4 separate regions of the Mus musculus genome follow, and regions 2, 3 and 4 are each linked to region 1. Evidence: chromatin contacts called from public Hi-C, HiChIP or PLAC-seq and capture Hi-C data. All regions are on one chromosome and are shown on one strand. Each heading gives the region's core, a stretch centred on a gene start, on an enhancer-like site or on the middle of the called end of the contact. The rest is flanking DNA. Distances are from core to core; before and after follow the strand shown.

Evidence for each region. Hi-C and Micro-C count contacts between places; a contact is called where the count stands out from the background. HiChIP or PLAC-seq counts read pairs in DNA pulled down with a chosen protein or histone mark. Capture Hi-C pulls out chosen DNA fragments and counts their contacts.
Region 2: a contact with region 1 is called in an H3K4me3 HiChIP or PLAC-seq map of bone marrow-derived macrophages, with 4 times the contacts expected there. The contact joins two enhancer-like sites. A contact is called at or near these places in 15 of 39 promoter capture datasets (the C10 cell line, the HPC-7 cell line, HPC-7-derived erythroid cells and 10 more), 2 of 15 datasets of contacts at CTCF or cohesin (embryonic stem cells and pro-B cells), 75 of 484 Hi-C or Micro-C datasets (3T3-L1-derived adipocytes, the AML12 cell line, the AtT-20 cell line and 44 more), 5 of 115 datasets of contacts at active chromatin or transcription factors (bone marrow-derived dendritic cells, bone marrow-derived macrophages, embryonic stem cells and 1 more) and 5 of 9 other capture datasets (adipose tissue, embryonic tail, liver and 2 more).
Region 3: a capture Hi-C map of bone marrow-derived macrophages shows a contact between it and region 1, with 7 times the contacts expected there. The contact joins two enhancer-like sites. A contact is called at or near these places in 2 of 39 promoter capture datasets (the C10 cell line and frontonasal cranial neural crest), 2 of 15 datasets of contacts at CTCF or cohesin (embryonic stem cells and pro-B cells), 10 of 484 Hi-C or Micro-C datasets (the AML12 cell line, the G1E-ER4 cell line, the N1E-115 cell line and 6 more), 3 of 115 datasets of contacts at active chromatin or transcription factors (embryonic stem cells and microglia) and 5 of 9 other capture datasets (adipose tissue, bone marrow-derived macrophages, liver and 2 more).
Region 4: a contact with region 1 is called in a Hi-C map of hematopoietic stem and progenitor cells, with 2.2 times the contacts expected there. The contact joins two enhancer-like sites. A contact is called at or near these places in 6 of 484 Hi-C or Micro-C datasets (bone marrow-derived macrophages, centroblasts, group 2 innate lymphoid cells and 3 more), 3 of 115 datasets of contacts at active chromatin or transcription factors (T-cell acute lymphoblastic leukemia, bone marrow-derived macrophages and effector CD8 T cells) and 1 of 9 other capture datasets (liver).

The regions. Positions count from the first base shown.
Region 1 is chr16:11,419,297-11,421,996 of GRCm38.p6, reverse strand. It overlaps Snx29 (sorting nexin 29), which reads right to left. Exons shown (of 21, transcript NM_028964.4): 11 at 1,214-1,293. Among named protein-coding and RNA genes, the nearest start is that of Snx29, 98 kb to the right of the region's middle. Within about 2 kb of position 1,261, at least 53 of the 459 cell types and tissues checked have an H3K27ac peak or open chromatin away from gene starts, as enhancers often do. A contact at or near this core is called in bone marrow-derived macrophages and hematopoietic stem and progenitor cells, where this site is marked.
Region 2 is chr16:11,224,237-11,226,936 of GRCm38.p6, reverse strand. It overlaps Gspt1 (G1 to S phase transition 1), which reads left to right. Exons shown (of 15, transcript NM_146066.2): 12 at 2,344-2,517. 2610020C07Rik (RIKEN cDNA 2610020C07 gene) reads right to left here. Exons shown (of 3, transcript NR_038156.1): 3 at 1,141-2,700. Among named protein-coding and RNA genes, the nearest start is that of 2610020C07Rik, 22 kb to the right of the region's middle. Within about 2 kb of position 1,431, at least 9 of the 459 cell types and tissues checked have an H3K27ac peak or open chromatin away from gene starts, as enhancers often do. A contact at or near this core is called in bone marrow-derived macrophages, where this site is marked.
Region 3 is chr16:11,284,699-11,287,398 of GRCm38.p6, reverse strand. No RefSeq gene overlaps it. Among named protein-coding and RNA genes, the nearest start is that of Tnfrsf17, 28 kb to the left of the region's middle. Within about 2 kb of position 1,253, at least 43 of the 459 cell types and tissues checked have an H3K27ac peak or open chromatin away from gene starts, as enhancers often do. A contact at or near this core is called in bone marrow-derived macrophages, where this site is marked.
Region 4 is chr16:11,651,560-11,654,259 of GRCm38.p6, reverse strand. All of the region lies in intron 16 of Snx29 (sorting nexin 29), which reads right to left. Among named protein-coding and RNA genes, the nearest start is that of Gm32100, 69 kb to the right of the region's middle. Within about 2 kb of position 1,374, at least 58 of the 459 cell types and tissues checked have an H3K27ac peak or open chromatin away from gene starts, as enhancers often do. A contact at or near this core is called in bone marrow-derived macrophages and hematopoietic stem and progenitor cells, where this site is marked.

The sequences.
Region 1 (2,700 bases), core at 12-2,511:
CTTTGTCAGGGATGGAAATGGCTTGGGAGGCTCAGAGGCAAGATCCATGGCAGCCCCCAGAGAACCAATTCACCTGCTCCATACCCCACACTGGAGAGAGGCTGAGAAGGGCTCTGGGAACCATGCCTGGCCACTAGGAGAAGGTGACAGACAAGTCGTCCTCACATAGACCTAAGTATCTGTTCAGCCCTGCACAGCAACAGAACTCACACTAGCAGTTCCTGCTCTGCAGCCAGAGGACTGTGGGAAACCTCAGCTCATAGGGAACATGGCTCTGGAGAGTGTTCACGTAAACAGAAAGGTCCAGGCTTGGAGATCTAGGAGATCCGTGTGGAAGTTTCTATGTCACCTCAGATAACTAATGCATTTCCAAGCAGAAATGGCATCCTGGGGTGATGTTAAAGGGGCCTGGAACTTCTCTGGATAAAGTTACTCTCCATCTGACATCACCACTATGGGCTCAAGGTTTGTTGTACTTTGGTGTTTGAAGGAAATGTTAATTTTTACCCAAAGGCTGATGAGGAAAAAAGGCATAATTTTTACACTATCCAAGTGTTGATCTCTGAATGTGATATGGAAACAGAAAGCCTGCCCTCTGCCCCTCTCCTTCCTGCCATTAGGGGTAGGAACGAAATGGCCAGAGCTCAGAAAGCAAAGACAACAGCTAGTCAGGAAAAGGAAGAGCCCTGGCCTCTGATGACCATGGAGTCTCATGCTAGCCCACTCTGCCAACCCCAGTCAGGGCACCGGCCCCAATCCCAACTGACCTAGTCATTGAACATCTATCTTGTTAAACAATTGCTGGTGTGGGTGTGGGTGTGGGTGCGGGCCATCACACACACACTCTTCATTGCCGTGTCCCTAATACTTCCCTCTGAAGCTGGAAATGATTTGCACCACCTGTCATTAGAATATGTCATCAGCAAAACTGATTTGTCCAGAGTCACAAGGAAAGTCAGAAGACAGCCTTACTCTGGCTGCACACAGAAGGTAGCTTAGAAACCGCAAGGCACAGAAGGTTCCTTGCATCCTTTAGCAGATTCACCCCCATGCACCACAATCCGGCCATAGTCTGGAAGCTTACAGCGATACCACGATCAGGTGCACAGAAAGCAAACACTCACTAACTTCATGCTCACTTCAAAGCCCACACCTGCACAGGATAAGCACAGGTGCCCTGCTGGCACACATGCCAGCCTCTGAGAGTACTTACGGACTGTCATGGACTCAGGCACTGAGGCAGAAGGTAGCAAGCTGCTCAGAGGACTTCCTTGGCCTGGAGAACTGGCTTCCCTACTGGGAGGAAGTAGACAGAAGGAAGTTACACTCATCCCAAAATGCAACTTCAGTGTTCACAACACTCTCAGGCAAAACGTTTCCCCAGGAATCTACTGGAAAAACAATGAAGCTGCTCAGCAGATGTCTGAAATTTACTGGTAACTCCAAAACCAATCCAAACACCCTCTGGAAGCCGCTCACTCACGAGGGAAGAGTTAGTCACTCAGTGGGCATGTGTGCAGCTGGGTCAGACAGGAAACCACTGCCTTCCTCTTCCAACTCGTGTACACACGCGTGAACACACGTCCTTTCAGTAGTCTACTTTGTCACATTCTTATGGTTTGTATTGTCACTTTCCCTAGTTAGAATAGTCTCCAGGTCCATGTTCCCAGTACAAGGGCCCCACATATTATGTAAGCTTCATTCAGACAAGCATGAAATATCACTGTCCAATGTCAACAAGTCAACAGTGTTTGTTTCTGATGGTCTCTCATGGATCCTGGGCTGGAATTTTCTATGTGACTGTCTTAGTCAGGGTTTCTATTCCTGGACAAAATATCATGACCAAGAAGCAAGTTGGGGAGGAAAGGGTTTATTCAGCTTACACCTCCAAACCACTGTTCATAGCCAAGGAAGTCAGGGCTGGAACTCAAGCAGGTCAGGAAGCAGGAGCTGATGCAGAGGCCATGGAGGGATGTTCTTTACTGGCTTGCTTCCCCTGGCTTGCTCAGCCTGCTCTCTTATAGAGCCAAGACTACCAGCCCAGAGATGGTCCCACCCACAAGGGGCCTTTCCCCCTTGATCACTAATTGAGAAAATGCCTTACAGTTGGATCTCATGGAGGCATTTTCTCAACTGAAGCTCCTTTCTCTGTGATAATCCAGCTGTGTCAAGTCGACACAAAACTAGCCAGTACAGTGACCAAAGATGATTTTGAACTTCTGATCCTTCTGTCTTCGCTTCCCAAGTTTTATATGGTGCTGGGGATCAAACCCAGAGCTCTATGCATGCTATGCAAGCATTCTCCTACAGCTGAGCTACATCTCTTGTAGATTCTAAACAAGATGCCTTTAAATGAGGACACACAGAGAGGCAGGTTATGCATTATCAGTGAATATAGAAATGCCATAACAACAGGTTCCAGCATCCCCCTGTAAGCAGGCTGGTGCTCAGAGAGGCTCAGAGAGCATAATGCGGGCAGGTAACTGGACTGCATGCATATCTACAATCAATTTCTAATGTGAATAATAGCACTGGCTTGTCCATACGCAGCAGGAGACCCCAAGGCCAGGGCTTGCATTCCTTGATCACTGTTGCATTTGGAAAAGGCTCAAAAACACAAGAAGAAAGGAATCAGAATTCCGGAAGGGTGCAGGGACACCATCCTTTATGAGGCAGGGCTCAGTGGTATCAGCCCCTTCA
Region 2 (2,700 bases), core at 182-2,681, 200 kb after region 1:
TGTTAGGACTATAGCGATAGCTCAGCATTTTCAGAATATCTGAGTTCCATTCCCAGCACCCATGTCAGGTGGCTCACAACCATCTGTAAAAGATTAAAAAATAATGCCACTATCCTTTCAAGAAAAGAAAACTATAACATGCTCCAACACGGACAAACTAACGAAGGCATTATGTAAAGTGAAAGCCAACTACAAAAAATCAGAGATTATTTGTGTTTATATTTGTGGTGCTGGAAGTTGAACCGAAGGGCTTGTATGTGCTGAGCAGGCATTCATTCTGCCACTGAGTTATAGTCCCAGCCCTTTATGTGAGATCCCTAGAAATAATGGTATGGTGAAGTGCTTAGAGATAATGTATTGTTGTTTATTGACTATGTGTAATTTCACATTTGCAACATGAGAAGAGTCCAGTTTTGAATTGCTTAGCAGTGTTAACTTCACCCGTTCATTTATGACCTTACTACTACCAGCTTTATGCTTAAAGACAGTAAATTTTAGGGGGTCAAGAGTTGGGTTGATGACTGAGTGCTTGCTGCTGTTGCAGAGTACCGGAATTTAGTTCCAGCAATTTGGGCAGCTTACAAATCTTCTTGTCTCTGGTTCCATAATGTTCTCTGGGTTTTCTGGGCACCTGTACTCACTTGGTATACACATCAATATAAATAAAGCTTTTTTAAAAATGTACTTTACAATTTTTCACAGCTGGGTGTGGTAGTGCAAATCTGTAATCTCAGCACTTGGGAGGCATAGGGAGGACATTCTGGAATTCAAGGTCATAGTAGGTTATAAAGTGCTTTGAGGTCCTTAGGTAACTTAAAAAATTAATTAATCTCAGCACTCAGGAGGCAGAGGCAGACTGATTTCTGAGTTTGAGGCCAGCCTGGTCTACAGAGTGAGTTCTAGGGCTATACAGAGAAACCCTGTCTCCAAACCATAAAAACAAAAACAAAAAAATATTTAAGGGCTGGCAGGATGACTCATTATATAAAAGATTTGACCCTTGATACCTAGAATCCACATAAAGAAAAAGGAGAGAAACACTCCACAGTTGTCCTCTGACCTCTGTTCCATATGTACCATGCACACCAACACCTACCCACGCCCAAACCAGATATACAGTAAAAACAAACAAATCCTGTTAATGGGTTTAAAGCTAGATTTGATGATTTTTATTTGATGTATTATAAAATTATACCAAGAAACAAATTGATGTTTTTAATGCTTTCTAGGTAAATACCTCCTTAATTGAGGATTGACCTGCTGTGGGGGAAAAATTCTTGAATTCTGAAATTTAAATTTAAGAGAGTTAAAAATCCAGTTATTAAATTTGATGTTTGTCTTAGTTTCCTGTGGTTGATAAAATACTCTGAGAGAAACAACTCAAGGAAGAGGCTGGAGAGGTGACTCAGCTCTTAAAGGGAACTTGATTCATGCAATACACGGCACTCTTCACACAGAGATGAGCACACACCTATATATAAATGAAAGTAATTTTCTAAAACCAAAGCAATGAGGCTGGAGAGATGGTTTAGTGGTTAAGGAGCTCTTTCTTGCTCTTGCTGACGACCTGGGTTCATTTCCCAACAGTGACACAGTGGCTCCCAGTGAAACATCTCTCCAGTTCCAGGGCATCTGATGTTACCACTTCTGACCTTTCAGGCACCAGGCACACATGTGGGTAAAACACTCATGCTTAAAATCAATAGTTTTGGGGAGCTGAGCGAAGCAACTCAAAGGACCAAGGCTTTATTTCAGCTCTTCTTAGTTAAAGGGTACAGTCCATCAAGGCAGGAAAGTCAAAGCCACAGAAGTTCGAAGGCACTGATCTATCACAATGCATTTGTGAACAGAGGAGGATAAACACTAGCGCTCCGCTCACTTTCTCCCAGCTCAGAATGACCTCGGCCACAGTAAAGCGGATTCTTCCCACATCAGTTAGCTTAAGGGAATTGTGTGCAAGCGTGCCCAGGGACTGACCCTCACAGGTGCACCTGGGCATTTACCTCTTAGTGATTCTAGATCTTGTCAGGTTGACAGTACTAATCATTACAATGGTTTCATTCTGAAAATGAAGTTTGTTCTGTATTCTACTTAGAAGTTGTTAGAATGTGTTGTTTAAAAACAACAAATTGTGACATCTGCAACCGCAGCAGGCGGCAGAGTGCTTGTCTGACAAGCCAAGATTGACCCCCTTTCTTTTCCTCAAAAGTTTATTTCTGGCTAAAATATTTTATCTTTATTTTGACTTTTAGATTTGTAGCTTCTTAATAAGCATCAAGGTAATTTTATATCTTATAAAATGTGCATGTGTCAGAAAACTTCCAACTTTGGTTTCTTTTTAAGCACAACGTGGAAGTTCTTGGAATACTTTCTGATGATGTAGAAACGGACTCTGTAGCTCCAGGTGAAAACCTCAAAATCAGACTGAAAGGAATTGAAGAGGAAGAGATTCTTCCAGGATTCATCCTTTGTGATCTTAATAATCTTTGTCATTCTGGACGCACATTTGATGCTCAGGTAAAGATCATCTTCATGGTTGTTAAAACTTAATTTCAGTGCCTTTGTCCTGAGTATTTGTGACATGCCACATGACCTGTATCAGAGGGACTCATTTGTACATTACAACTATAGTATCTCACAGTTCCAAGATGCTGTAAAAATTTACCAGGTAGGGGCTGGAGAGATGATTCAGCGGTTAAG
Region 3 (2,700 bases), core at 4-2,503, 130 kb after region 1:
GGAGATGAATCCACAGGAAAACTTGTTTGCAACCAAGCCTCACACCTGAGTTCTGTCTCAAGAACCAATATAAAAGCCCCATACAGAGTCACACGTATGTAAATCCAAAACTCTTACAGTGAGACAAGGTGTGTGTATGTGTGTGTACAGAAGCACTAGCCAGAAACTCACAGGCTGCTAGCATGAAGAATACTGCATGGTGACAGAAACCCTCTCAGCCAGGGAGAGTGTGGGACCAACTCCTGACGATCATCCTCCAAGCTCCATACAGGCTCCTGTCATACTCACACATGATCATTTTTAAAATGATCAGGTGTACTACTCAGCAAGGCCTCAAGGCAACCAAATGTATCTCCTTAGTTTGCTTTTTTTTTTTTTTTTTTTTGGTTTTTCGAGACAGGGTTTCTCTGTGTAGCTCTGGCTGTCCTGGAACTCATTTGTAGACCAGGCTGGCCTCAAACTCAGAAATCTGCCTGCCTCTGCCTCCCAAGTGCTGGGATTAAAGGCGTGTGCCACCACGCCTGGCCTTAGTTTGCTTTTTAAAGACAGGGTTTCACTGTGTAGCCCTGGCTGGCCTCAAACTCACAGAAATTCAGCTGCCTCTGCCTTCCAAGTGCTGAGATTAAAGAAGTGTGCCACCACCACACTTGTTCCCAAATAAAACTTTTCAGATTAATAATTAAAAATAAAATTATAGGACAGGTAGTGCTTCCCTTAGTAAAGTGTTGGCCTAGCACTCACAAAGCCTTGGGTCGGATCCTTGGCACTACATAAAGCAGGCCCAGCCATAAAGCAGGCCCAGCTGGGAAAATAGGTGATCCGGAAGTTCAAGACCATCCTCAGTTCTAGGCCATCCAGGGATACAAAGAAGACTCAGAAAAGTACCAATACCTCCAAAACAAAGAATTCCTGGCCCAGATAGATGACCTTGCAAGTGGATTCTAAAGCTATCCATAGCATACAATATATGTCTATTCTTGATTCCAAAATGAGATTAAAAAAAAATAAGAGACTAGTAAGACTAATTTTCTTATGAGAAGAAAAGCTAAAGTCCTAAATACAGTATTCTAAGTAAATCTAACAGGTTTTAAGGCTACAGTATAGGGCTGGGAAGATGACTCAGCAGTTAAGGCTCTTGCTGTCGGGCCAGATGACTACAGCTCAGTCCCCAGAATTAAGGTGCTATAAGGAAAGAACCAACTCCTGAAAGTTGTCACACACACACACACACAGACACACACACACACGCAAAATAATACATATAGTAGAAAAGCCCCTCCTGACTCATGGTTTCACTCATGGTTTCACTTTCCAGAACAGTGACTCATGGTCAATTGTGGAAAATATTAAATGGAAATTCCAGAAGCAAGTATAAATTCTAAATTACAGGCCATTTTGATGAGCTTAATGTGACATAATCCAGGTGTTGCCCCAAATATGACTCTGTCAAGTGTATCCGTGCTGTGTAATGAGCTGCCCACGGGTTACTTAATAGCCTTCCCAATCTGACTGACCACCACAGCATTACAATGCTTGTTCACCTAACACTTTCATTATCAATGGTCCCTAAGAGCAAGAATGCTGGTGCTGTTATCTCACACATGACAACAAGCTGCCATACTATTCTCTTTAAGAGAAAAGGCAAAAGGGCAAGAACATATTTTGAAAGAGACCATATTCATATAACCCCATTAGCACACATGGTTGTCTTACTGTCATTTATTGTTCATCCTTGTCCCTATTTTGTAAGTTAAACTTTAACAATAGGTATGTGTGAAAACGCCCAGCATGTACTGCATCAGTACTGTTCACAGCTTCAAGCAAGCCCTGGGGGACTGTGTACCACAACACTTCAGTGTGGTGCCGGTAGGCATTAGCGTCCCTCTGAGCTGGTGGGGAGCAAGCTCTGCCTCTCTGGTTCCTTGTTCTTGTCATGGGCTCATTGATTCTCACATGGAGTGTTTTTCTTCCATAGTTATGGTTTGTTTTGTCTTTGTCGTATTGGAGTCAATGTCAGATCCAACACAGGCCAGGAAAGTACTCTCCCACTGAGCTATGCAGCACACCCCTTCACAAGTGTTTGTCTCTCACAAGAAAGCCAGTCATACTAGATTAGACCCTGTCCTAATGGCCTCACCTTAACTTGATATTATCTAAGAAAACTGCAAATGAAGTGACAAGTCACAATGGCAGGTCCACAGGAAGGAATTGGAGCTTCCACATATCTTCTGAAAAGAAACAGCTCAACCATAATTATCTTGATAAACGGGGCCCATCTCAGGAAAGCAAGTGGAGCTACTCACAGGTTTACCACTGAAGATCACCGCAGTGATAGGCTAAATGGGGAAACCATGTTTGCCACAACTAAGACAGAGAGAGGATATGGTTCATTTAGTCCACAGTGTTTTGAGGGCCAGCAAGATGACTGAGAAGGTAGAAGCAATTGTTACTAAGTCAGGTCACCTGAGGTTTGTTTCCAGGACCTTTTAGGTAGAAGGAGAGAATCAACTCCTGCAAGTTGCCCTCTGACCTCCACACAGGCACCATGGCATGAACACACACACACACACACACACACACACACTAAATAAATCTAATTTCAATAATTAAAAACAATGATTTAATGCTGGACAAATTGGTGCATGTCTTAATCCCAGTATAGAAGCAGAGGATTGTAGGTTCAAGGCCAACCTGAGCTAC
Region 4 (2,700 bases), core at 125-2,624, 230 kb before region 1:
AATTACCCAATTAGCTGCAGGGGTCTGCAACCCTATAGGAGGAACAACAATATGAACTAACCAATACCCCCAAAGCTCGTGTCTCTAGCTGCATATGTAGCAGAAGATGGCCTAGTCCGCCATCATTTGGAAGATAGGCCCCTTGGTATAGCAAACTTTGTATGCCCTAGTACAAGGGAACTCCAGGGCCAAAAAGAGGGAGTGTGGGTGGGTAGGGGAGCAGGGTGGGGGTGGGGGTAGATATAGGGGACTTTTAGGATAGCATTTGAAATGTAAATGAAGAAAATATGTAATAAAAATGTGGGAAAAATAAAAATAAAAATAAATAAATAAATAAATAAATGAATGAATAAAAGGGTTGAGGTGTATCTCAGTGACAGGGTGCTTGCCTAGCCTGTATAAGATCTGAGTTCAATCCCAGAGTGCTTAAAAAATATATAGAGTAAGCAATATAAATATAAAACATAGTCACAAGCTGCTTGAATGTCAGGAACAATGAGAAGAACATTTTGGGAGAGCTAGTGGCAAAAACTGAGGCTTGGAAATGGGCTTACAGTGCAGGTTCAGAGAGGCTACCATATACTTTTCAGCCATTTGAAACCATTGGAGTTTTATGCCTGAGTGCAAACTTATGAGATTTCTTGGTTGGTCTTATAAAGGATACAGAACATAGGAAGCAGAACTAAGGTAGGAGGCTGCGATAGCCTTCAGGCAAAAGTATGGTCACGGCCGAGGCCATGAAAGGAATAGAGAGGAAGGAAGGGATTGTCTCAGAATATTGGAAGTTACAAATCTGGGGCCATGGGGATCAACTAGATAGATGCAAAGGAATGATTCCCTGAGTCTCTAGCTTGAGGACATAGTGGGATAGGCTCTATTCTGTGAGGTGGAGAACACTGTAAGTTAATATGAAATAAAACTATGTTCACCTTCAAAAAAAAAAAGAAAAGAAAAGAAAAGAAGAATTGGAGCTTCCATCTAGGAAGCAGATACAAGCCAGGTCTGTTCAGTTCTCTAATGAAAATGAAAATGAAACCAGCTAAAGGTGGAGTCCTGAGGCTTTCGTGTAAGGAAGGCTGGAAGAGACTAGAAGGTGTGCCTTGAAGAGAGAGAGCAGCCCAGCTGTGGAGACAGGAGCAGGAGTGAGTGGGAGCCTGAGTCTTGACCTAAGTGGCTTCACACCAAATGTTAGCCTGCCTTCTTCCTAGTCCCAAGGTCCTGAGCAAATCAGTTCTGAGATACACTGTGATGGACAGATTCAGAATCATCTAGATTGGTGAGGCACACCTTTGGGTGTGCTTGTGAGGGATTTTCTAGAAGCAGTTAGCTGAGAGCTCTGTGTACAGAAGATTCAGGAAGCAGACAGACTTCTGCCTTGTCACTGGGCAGACTCCACTCTCACAAGGCAGCACCAAGTTCCTCACTTGTCCAAGGTCTTACTGGACTGGGCTCTTGTGTCACATTGCTGTTTTTGTGACTATCACTTTCTGTAGGTAGCTGGAAAGAGCTGATATAACATATTCAGAAGGCAGGAGGCTGCAAGTACCGAGATCACTTAAAAAACAAAACAAAAAAAAAAAGCCATCCTTTAAGAAGGAACCTTTTGCCAAAATTTACCTAGAAGCAACAAGCCCACACCATCTAAAATGTTTGCCAGAGATCATCCCTCAGGCAGCAGGTGGTAGCTCAGTGGTAGAGCATTTGCCAGCATGGAGAAGGCCCTGTATTCCATCCCCAGTATAAACCAAAACCAAATCTCAAGTGTCCTTGATTATAGAAGTTAAAATATATAAACTATTCAACTATTTTAACAATGTTAGCTACAGAAAAAGGCCATGTAAGGAGGCATCTTAAAACAATTTTTAAAGAGAGCAAGAGAGTGAGAGAGCATGCACTATCCTAGATAATATACAACAAGCAGTTGACAGGAGCTGTCACTGCCAACAGGTGGAGAGTGAGCTTGAGAGCCTCAGCTTCCGTAAGATGGAATGAGCCATCTTCTGAGATGCTTCTCGAGAATGAGTTGACTTTCTCTACATTATGCAAAGATCTATGAGACAGATCTGGTTCAGATGCAAGCCTAACTCAACTAGGGCACCAACATGGAGAGGTGAGACCTACCTAGTACCTGTGCCTGCTTTTGCATCCAAAACCTGCAGATGTGAAACTCAAGGTATTGATGGCAAACGTGCCCCGTGGACCTGGGGTAGAACTGGGCCACCATTCATCACTACAGCCATTTTGTGGTGGTGTTGTTTTGAGATAGGTTCTCATGTAGCCCAGGCTGGCCTTGAGTTCTCCATATAGACGAGGATGACCTTGAACTTTTGATCCTCCTGACTCTGCCTTTCCAGGGCTGATTTATGCAGTACTGGCAATGGAAGCTAGGCCTTTATGCATGTTCAGCAAGCACTCTGTCAAGTGAGCTACATTTCCAGCCTCTTAGAATGCATTTTGAAACACAGTACTACCAGTTAAAAACCTTAAATAAAAGTGTGATAGCTACTCAAAGTGTACTTTGATAAAAGTTTAATAGCATACATAAAAGCTTGGTCTTTTTCAAAAGCAATGAGGGAATACACGTGGCCAGTATGGTCTCTAAGTGTAAGAATGTGTGTGTGTCAATACTGTTAGAACAAAATACAACTAGAAGATGACAGCAAATTCAGATGAGGCTGAACTACCTATTTTAAGCACTTC